Linked DNA regions of Xenopus tropicalis: region 1 is linked to region 2. A link is a contact called in public Hi-C data. All regions are on one chromosome and are shown on one strand. The core of a region is the stretch at or near the end of the contact, and the rest is flanking DNA. Distances in the headings are between cores, read along the strand shown. Region 1 overlaps gse1 (genetic suppressor element 1). Region 2 overlaps gse1 (genetic suppressor element 1).

Region 1 (3,165 bases), core at 5-2,504, 150 kb after region 2:
GGGCCAACTACTAATAAACATTACATAATCAATAACAAATACTGTAAAATAAATACATACATCTGTTCATTGTGTGCTTACTATGACTTCTGAGAGGGAGGAGATGTTAGGCACACATTAATCCAGTTTATGGATTTGTTTATCTCTCAACATGACTTCAATGGAAGTCTCTGACTGCACTGATATTTTTCTAATTTATTCCTTCCTTATAAAGTTACTGAAGCACTAACTAAACTTTTATTGGGGAGAGAAAATAGCACATAGTTGTTTAAGATCATAGTCTGATAAAAAAAAAAAATAATCTTTTTATTTTTACACAGCAGTAGAACTGCACAGCCCACATCATGCTTCAATGTTTTCTTCAACCCAAAACTGATTAGTAATATAAACCCATATGTTTTTATTTAAAAAGATATTTTTTAAAAAATAATAAGAGAAGAAGTTAGAAAGTGAAAGCTTTAAATTCCTTGTCGTGTGATCTTTCCATAATTTGGAATTTAAGTTTGCTAAAAATCATTTAAATATTGAATAAACCCAATCAGGCCCAGATTTGTGGCGAGGCCACAAAGGCCCGGGCCTAGGGCGGCACAAACTTAGGGGCGGCATGCTGCCCCGCTGCAGCACGCGCCGAGGTGGGGTTAGGGGGGCGCAGAATCGGAACGGCCTTGGGGCACGCGGTTTAGAAATCCGGCGCTGAACCCAATAGGCTTGTTTTGCCTCCAATAAGGATTAATTATACCTTAGTTAGGATCGAGTACAAGGTACTGTTTTTTATTACAGAGAAAAGGGGAAATCATTTTTAAAAATTAGAATTATTTGCTTATAATGGAGTCTATGGGAAATGGCCTTTCTGTAATTTCTGTAACTTTTCAGGATAACGGGTTTCCGGATAAGTGATCCCATACCTGTGCAATGTTGGATATGACTGCTTTTTTGGAGTCAAGAAGGATTTTATTATTTTTGAAGGCAAATGGACAGCTTCAGTTGTATTTTCTAAGGTGCTTTCCTTTGCCATAAAAAGCCAGTGATATTACATGTGGAACTGTGCTGTGATTTGGTGACTTAGAGTACAGTGGGTTTGAGCCATGCTTTTTTTTTTTTTTTGATATGCGCACACACTCACACCCTGTCACTGTTTCAGCAAGTTATAAGGGAAGAAAGCTGACTGTGGGTGGGAGGGAGGAATCCTGCTGAAATCAGAGCCTGAGAGAATCTAAGTGTCAAGGGCAATCAATCAACTCTGAGGCAGATTACCGGCATTCCAGTGCTTCTAGGCTCGCTCCTACCAAAGGCTGAACTGGGCCAGCCACAACAAAGGTCTGGCTATGTGCCCAGGGAAAGAAGAGAAAGCACAGTGTATGTGTGTATATATGTGTGTGAGCTAGGAAGGAAGGGTAAAACAAAGAGGGTGGAGGGTGTTTGGATGCTATTCCTAAAATGTCTGCATGTTCTTCCACATCCTTAGTGGCTCAGGTTTCCATTGGCGGTGCCAGACAATGCAGGACAGATAGGAGAAAGAGATGTTCAGAGCGTCCTTTATCAAAGTGTTAACCCATTATGTTCTAGGAAAAATTTACATCATGAAGAGATAAAAAAATATTATTGCAAATGCAAATGCTCACAGAATGACTTTTATATTACTAATCACTTCACTATTCTGTCTGGCTTTTCCTTAAGACATAACTAGAAGGGGTTCAGCCATGTCACAAAAGATGAAGAAAACAAAGGCCAGGGAGGGGCTCGTAATATAGAATGTGAATATTTCTCTACAAAAAAAAAAGTATCTTGAAGGGGAGGGGGAAAAGTATATTGAAGAAGAGGAGCCTATTGTCATGGCTTTGAAGTGGAAAAGAAAGTGGAACTATTTACCACATGCATTGCCTATGTACTCTAATAAAATATTTTAAAAATATATATATACATATATATATATTAGGGATGCACCGAAACCAGTTTTTTGGAACCGCCGAATCCATCCCAATGGATCCATCCCAGATTTGCCGAACCAAATCCAAATTAGCATATGCTAATTAGGATCCAGAAGGGGTAAAAATCACGTGCGTGCACCAAAAAAATTTTGTGCACTTTTATTTTCCAAAGAGGGAACCCTGGACGATGGATATTCTATATCTACAACTCCAGAATTCATAATTTGCAGACATTACATCCACGGGGGCTTAATAGAGAATATGACCTGTATGCATTTATCTAAAAGGAAGCATTGCTTAAAGAAAGTATTTCTGGTATTATATAACAATTTTTTCTTAAAGGGGATGGCTATGGTGTTGTAAAGAGGTTATAAGCATATGTGTCATCTTGCATGTGGATACCATGTATTGAAGATTGTGCGATTTTCTTTTTTCTTGTTGTTACAAATTTGCTTATATTAGGAATGTTACATGTTATGCACTTTTATTTTCTGAAGGGGGAACCGTGGTCGATGGGTATTCTATAAGTAGGATTGTGAAAAGAGCTTACAATCTACAAGGAGAAAGGGTTGAGACACAAGGTGTGGGAATGGGCACAGGGTGTTGCTAAACTAGATTAGGGTAAGATTCTCTGAATAAATGTGTTTTTAGAGAACTCTTGAAGGCAGAGAGATTGGGTGAAAGTCTGACAGTTTGTGTGAGCGAATTCCAGAGAAGGGGGGCAGCCCTTGCAAAGTCTTGAATGCGAGCATGTGAGGAGGGAATGAGAGAGGAGCAGGTCAGTAGAGGAGCGTAACAAGCGGGTTGGATGGTATCTAGAGATGAGTTCAGAGATGTAGGGTGGGGCAGAGTTATGAACTGCTTTAAATGTGAGGGTCATTAGTTTGAATTTTATCCTGGATGGTAGGGGAAGCCAGTGCAGGGATTGGCAGAGCGGCATGGCAGAGGAGGAGCGGTTGGAGTGGTGTATGAGCCTGGCAGCAGTATTCATTATGAACTGGAGAGGGGACAGTCTTTGGAGGCCAATTAATAGGGAGTTACAGTAGTCCAGGCGAGATATTATAAGAGAGTGAATAAGAATTTTGGCAGCATCTTGGGTGATAAATGATCGGATTTTGGAGATATTTCTTAGGTGAAAGTGACATGATTTGATAAGTGATTGGATATGAGGAGTGAAGGACAGGGCAGAATCAAGGATAACCCCAAGGCACCAGGCCTGGGAAGATGGGGTGATGGT
Region 2 (3,333 bases), core at 444-2,943:
GGCAATGACAGGTGTGGTGCTCTGTCACCCACATAAAAGTGCCTCTCCTTCAGGGTGAAAAAGCACTCACCCAAAAATGCCCTTTGATCTGGAAGAGTGGAAATTGCTGCATCTAAAACACTTTACATACTGAAGTAGGATTTTCACCAGGCCAGTATTTCACCAGCCTAGCTAGTAGAACACCAGTCAGGACCTGGGTGGGTATTACAAAGTTACAAGTTATTCTTCCTCTGGTCTACTTCTGATCCGCCCTGCTTCTGCTTACCTGCCCTCCCACTTTCCTTCCTATCACCTCTTTAAGCTTGCCTTCTCATTCATTTTCAGTCAGCACCAGCTAGCATGGCATAGCCCTGACCCAAAACCAAGCCCCTAATTGGCCCATAACCCTACCTCATGACATCAGTGATCAGCCCCCTCTTAGAGCACTGGCACACGGGGAGATTAGTTGCCCTCGATAAATCTTCACTATTGCAGGGCAACTAATCCCCGCAATATGCCATCCCACCAGCAAGAATGTAAACTGCTGGAGCGATGGCATACGCGTTGCTTCAGTTTGTTTTGCAAGGACACTGTGGGAGACTGAAGCAATGTGTATACCACCCCACAGTTGATTTACATTCTTGCTGGTGGGATGGCATGCAGGGGAGATTAGTCACCCACAATAGTGAAGATTTATCGTCTGGTAACAAACCTTGAACCCAGAATAAGCCTCCCACAGCCCAATACACAAGAGGCAGAGGTGGAAATCTGAGGTTCTGTCTATATTGCGGATCTGTGGTTAATACTGATAAAATACTGTAAAAAGCTTCTAATAAATACTCGTGGAGCTTTCAATTTTAAAATTACCTACAGATAGGTAATTCAGCATTTCCTGGGGAAGGCTGCATGGTCATAGCTGGGATTACCCTAAAGCCTCTGCCCTATCCAGACAGAATCCCGTTAGACCTATCTTGGCCTGTGAATGATAAATAATAGGGCTGCAAGTGGCAGATGGCAGGCAGTTGCTCAGTGCCCTTGCTTATCAGCTGCTCAGGGTGGCTCTGCGAGGAAAGCAGATTGCTGGCTTGTTATCTCCCCTCTCTCCTGGAATACTAAAGAATCCTGCATTCCCTTCCAGTGATTACACTGAGGGACTGTTACTGCTTTCCTCTATCTGAGCAGCTCACACAAACAGCCTGCCTTTCCTGACTGCTAATCCTCTGCAGGGGGAAGGAGTGCTTCGGATGCCATAGCAGCTTAATCAGCACCTGTGCCCTGCCACACACATCAGGGCACATCCATCTGGCCCCATCTTACCCTGTGCCTTATGAAGGTTCTGTAAGGCAGCTGAGGACAATCCTTTATATGTTTTGTCTTCTAAATATGCAATACATTCTATACATATACTAATGTTCCCTCTTGTAGAATCTGTACACTGGTTTGAACCACTGTCTGATCAACGGCAGGTGCATGTTACAGACGGGATTGCAGGCAGGGTGATCAGTGATTACCAACCCATTCCCTAACCCCCACCACACACACACAAACACACACATACACATGTGCATTCATGCATGCTATTCTAGTTCTGTGCCACAGAAGAAGTGTCACACAGTTCATTCAAATGGTTAAAAAACCTGCTGACCTCTCAGCTAGGGGCTTCATACAAAGGATCAAAAACAGACTTTAAAGGTCTTGAAGGGCAAAGGGCAATAAATAAAGGGGAGAGCCCAAACCACAAGCAGTCAGGAGGTCAGGCCTTCAGGGGCTCTTGTTCTAACAACCCTTCAGTTGCCAAGTAACATTAATTGGGTTAAAGGCAGAGTGCTGAAAGGCCACACAGTTATCTGATTTAAAACAGCAGCTATCAAGGAAACATTAGTAATTTTAATTATCACTGATTAGATATCTTCCTGCGCCCTCTCTCCATAGGAAGAAACACTCCCTGAGAGTATACGCCCATCCCACTAAGAATACATTGAGGTTAAGGATTTAAATTAGCTTGTTATATTGTGATTATCAGAAATTACAAACACCCAGTCAAGTTACACATCATGTGCCATTTACGGTTTACAGTGTTTGCTTTTCAAATGTAGGTCCAAAGCCACAGTCTTATTCTCTTTGTGATAATGCAATATTTTAAACAGCAGTTAACACCAGAGTTGCCAACAAGAGGCTAGTGACACATGGGCTTGAGTCTCGGCCTGCAGATAAATGCAGGCCAAGAATGAGACCCTACACTGGCATCAGCCTTTCTTTGCACCTGAAGGATTGGGTGTATGAAACGGATTTTGGCGCCAAAATGCATTCTTGTGTGTTTTGGTACCAAAGTCTGATATGTGTTCCTGTACCTGGCCCAACGCAATGCTTCTAGCACAGGGAAAGGCTGATGCCAGCACAGGGGCTAATTCTCAGCTTGAGTTTATCTGCAGACCAAGAATTATCCCCTTGTGGCATCAACCTAAGCTCCTGACCACTAACCAGGGTCGGATTGGGCACTGAGAAAAAATCAGGTGGGCCCCGGTGGCCCTGTCCCTGCAGGGTGCCTCCCCAAGCCACCAACGTGCTGAAGGCCGCAGTGGGGGCCCATTTGGGGGGGTACAGGGGCCCCTGAGGCAGTAGCCCCGGTAAGCCCTGCACCCACCAGCCCGACCCTGCCACTAACTGGCCCAAAAGTGCACCCAACACTGATGCAGACTTCCAGGCCCAATATTTTTAAAGAAGGCCAGAAATTTTTATTGCTCTCTACTGAGTATTTTTAACTATGCCCCCAGAAAGTATTGTGGTAGATTTACTACTCATTGCTCTTTGTATTGATAATAATACTAAAAATATTTTTATTATTAGAACAATACTGTTTGATCATTTATCCAAATAAAAAATAATGTACAATAGCAGCGAGTCACGACTTTACTCCCTTGGGCCTTACAGAAACCTAATTTTTGATTTCTAGTAGTTTCTAGTAGTTGCTCACTCTTTCCTCATTGTCACATTGTACAGTTACATATATCTCATGAGTGTCACTAGTTAACTTGCTCCAAACCTTGCAGGTTACCAGACCTGTGGAAAAGGGTATTTACATGTATCACCCTACAAAAACTTAGGGAAAAATCAGCACCAAAGGATGTTAATTTTTTTTTTTTTATTATTTGTTTCCTTTTAAGGCAGTGACACACAGGGAATTGTGCCCTATTGGTAATTTCAAGAAAGGAATCACAAAGCATGAACTGCAACAAATACAAAATTCACCATTGGCAGAAGAGAAGAACTGGTATATAATATATGCATTTTTTTTTAACTAAAAGATGATAAGTACATATGCCTTATTTGGTCCTTTTTAATGAATAAATCCTT

Evidence for each region. A called contact is a pair of places that touch in the nucleus more often than the background predicts.
Region 1: a contact with region 2 is called in a Hi-C map of neurula embryo, with 2.0 times the contacts expected there. The contact joins two enhancer-like sites. A contact is called at or near these places in 2 of 5 Hi-C or Micro-C datasets (brain and neurula embryo).

What each region holds. Positions count from the first base shown.
Region 1 is chr4:65,157,072-65,160,236 of UCB_Xtro_10.0, forward strand. All of the region lies in intron 1 of gse1 (genetic suppressor element 1), which reads right to left. Among named protein-coding and RNA genes, the nearest start is that of gse1, 27 kb to the right of the region's middle. Within about 2 kb of position 1,255, at least 3 of the 11 cell types and tissues checked have an H3K27ac peak or open chromatin away from gene starts, as enhancers often do. A contact at or near this core is called in neurula embryo, where this site is marked.
Region 2 is chr4:65,010,543-65,013,875 of UCB_Xtro_10.0, forward strand. The region is part of intron 2 of gse1 (genetic suppressor element 1); the gene reads right to left. Among named protein-coding and RNA genes, the nearest start is that of gins2, 170 kb to the left of the region's middle. Within about 2 kb of position 1,694, at least 5 of the 11 cell types and tissues checked have an H3K27ac peak or open chromatin away from gene starts, as enhancers often do. A contact at or near this core is called in neurula embryo, where this site is marked.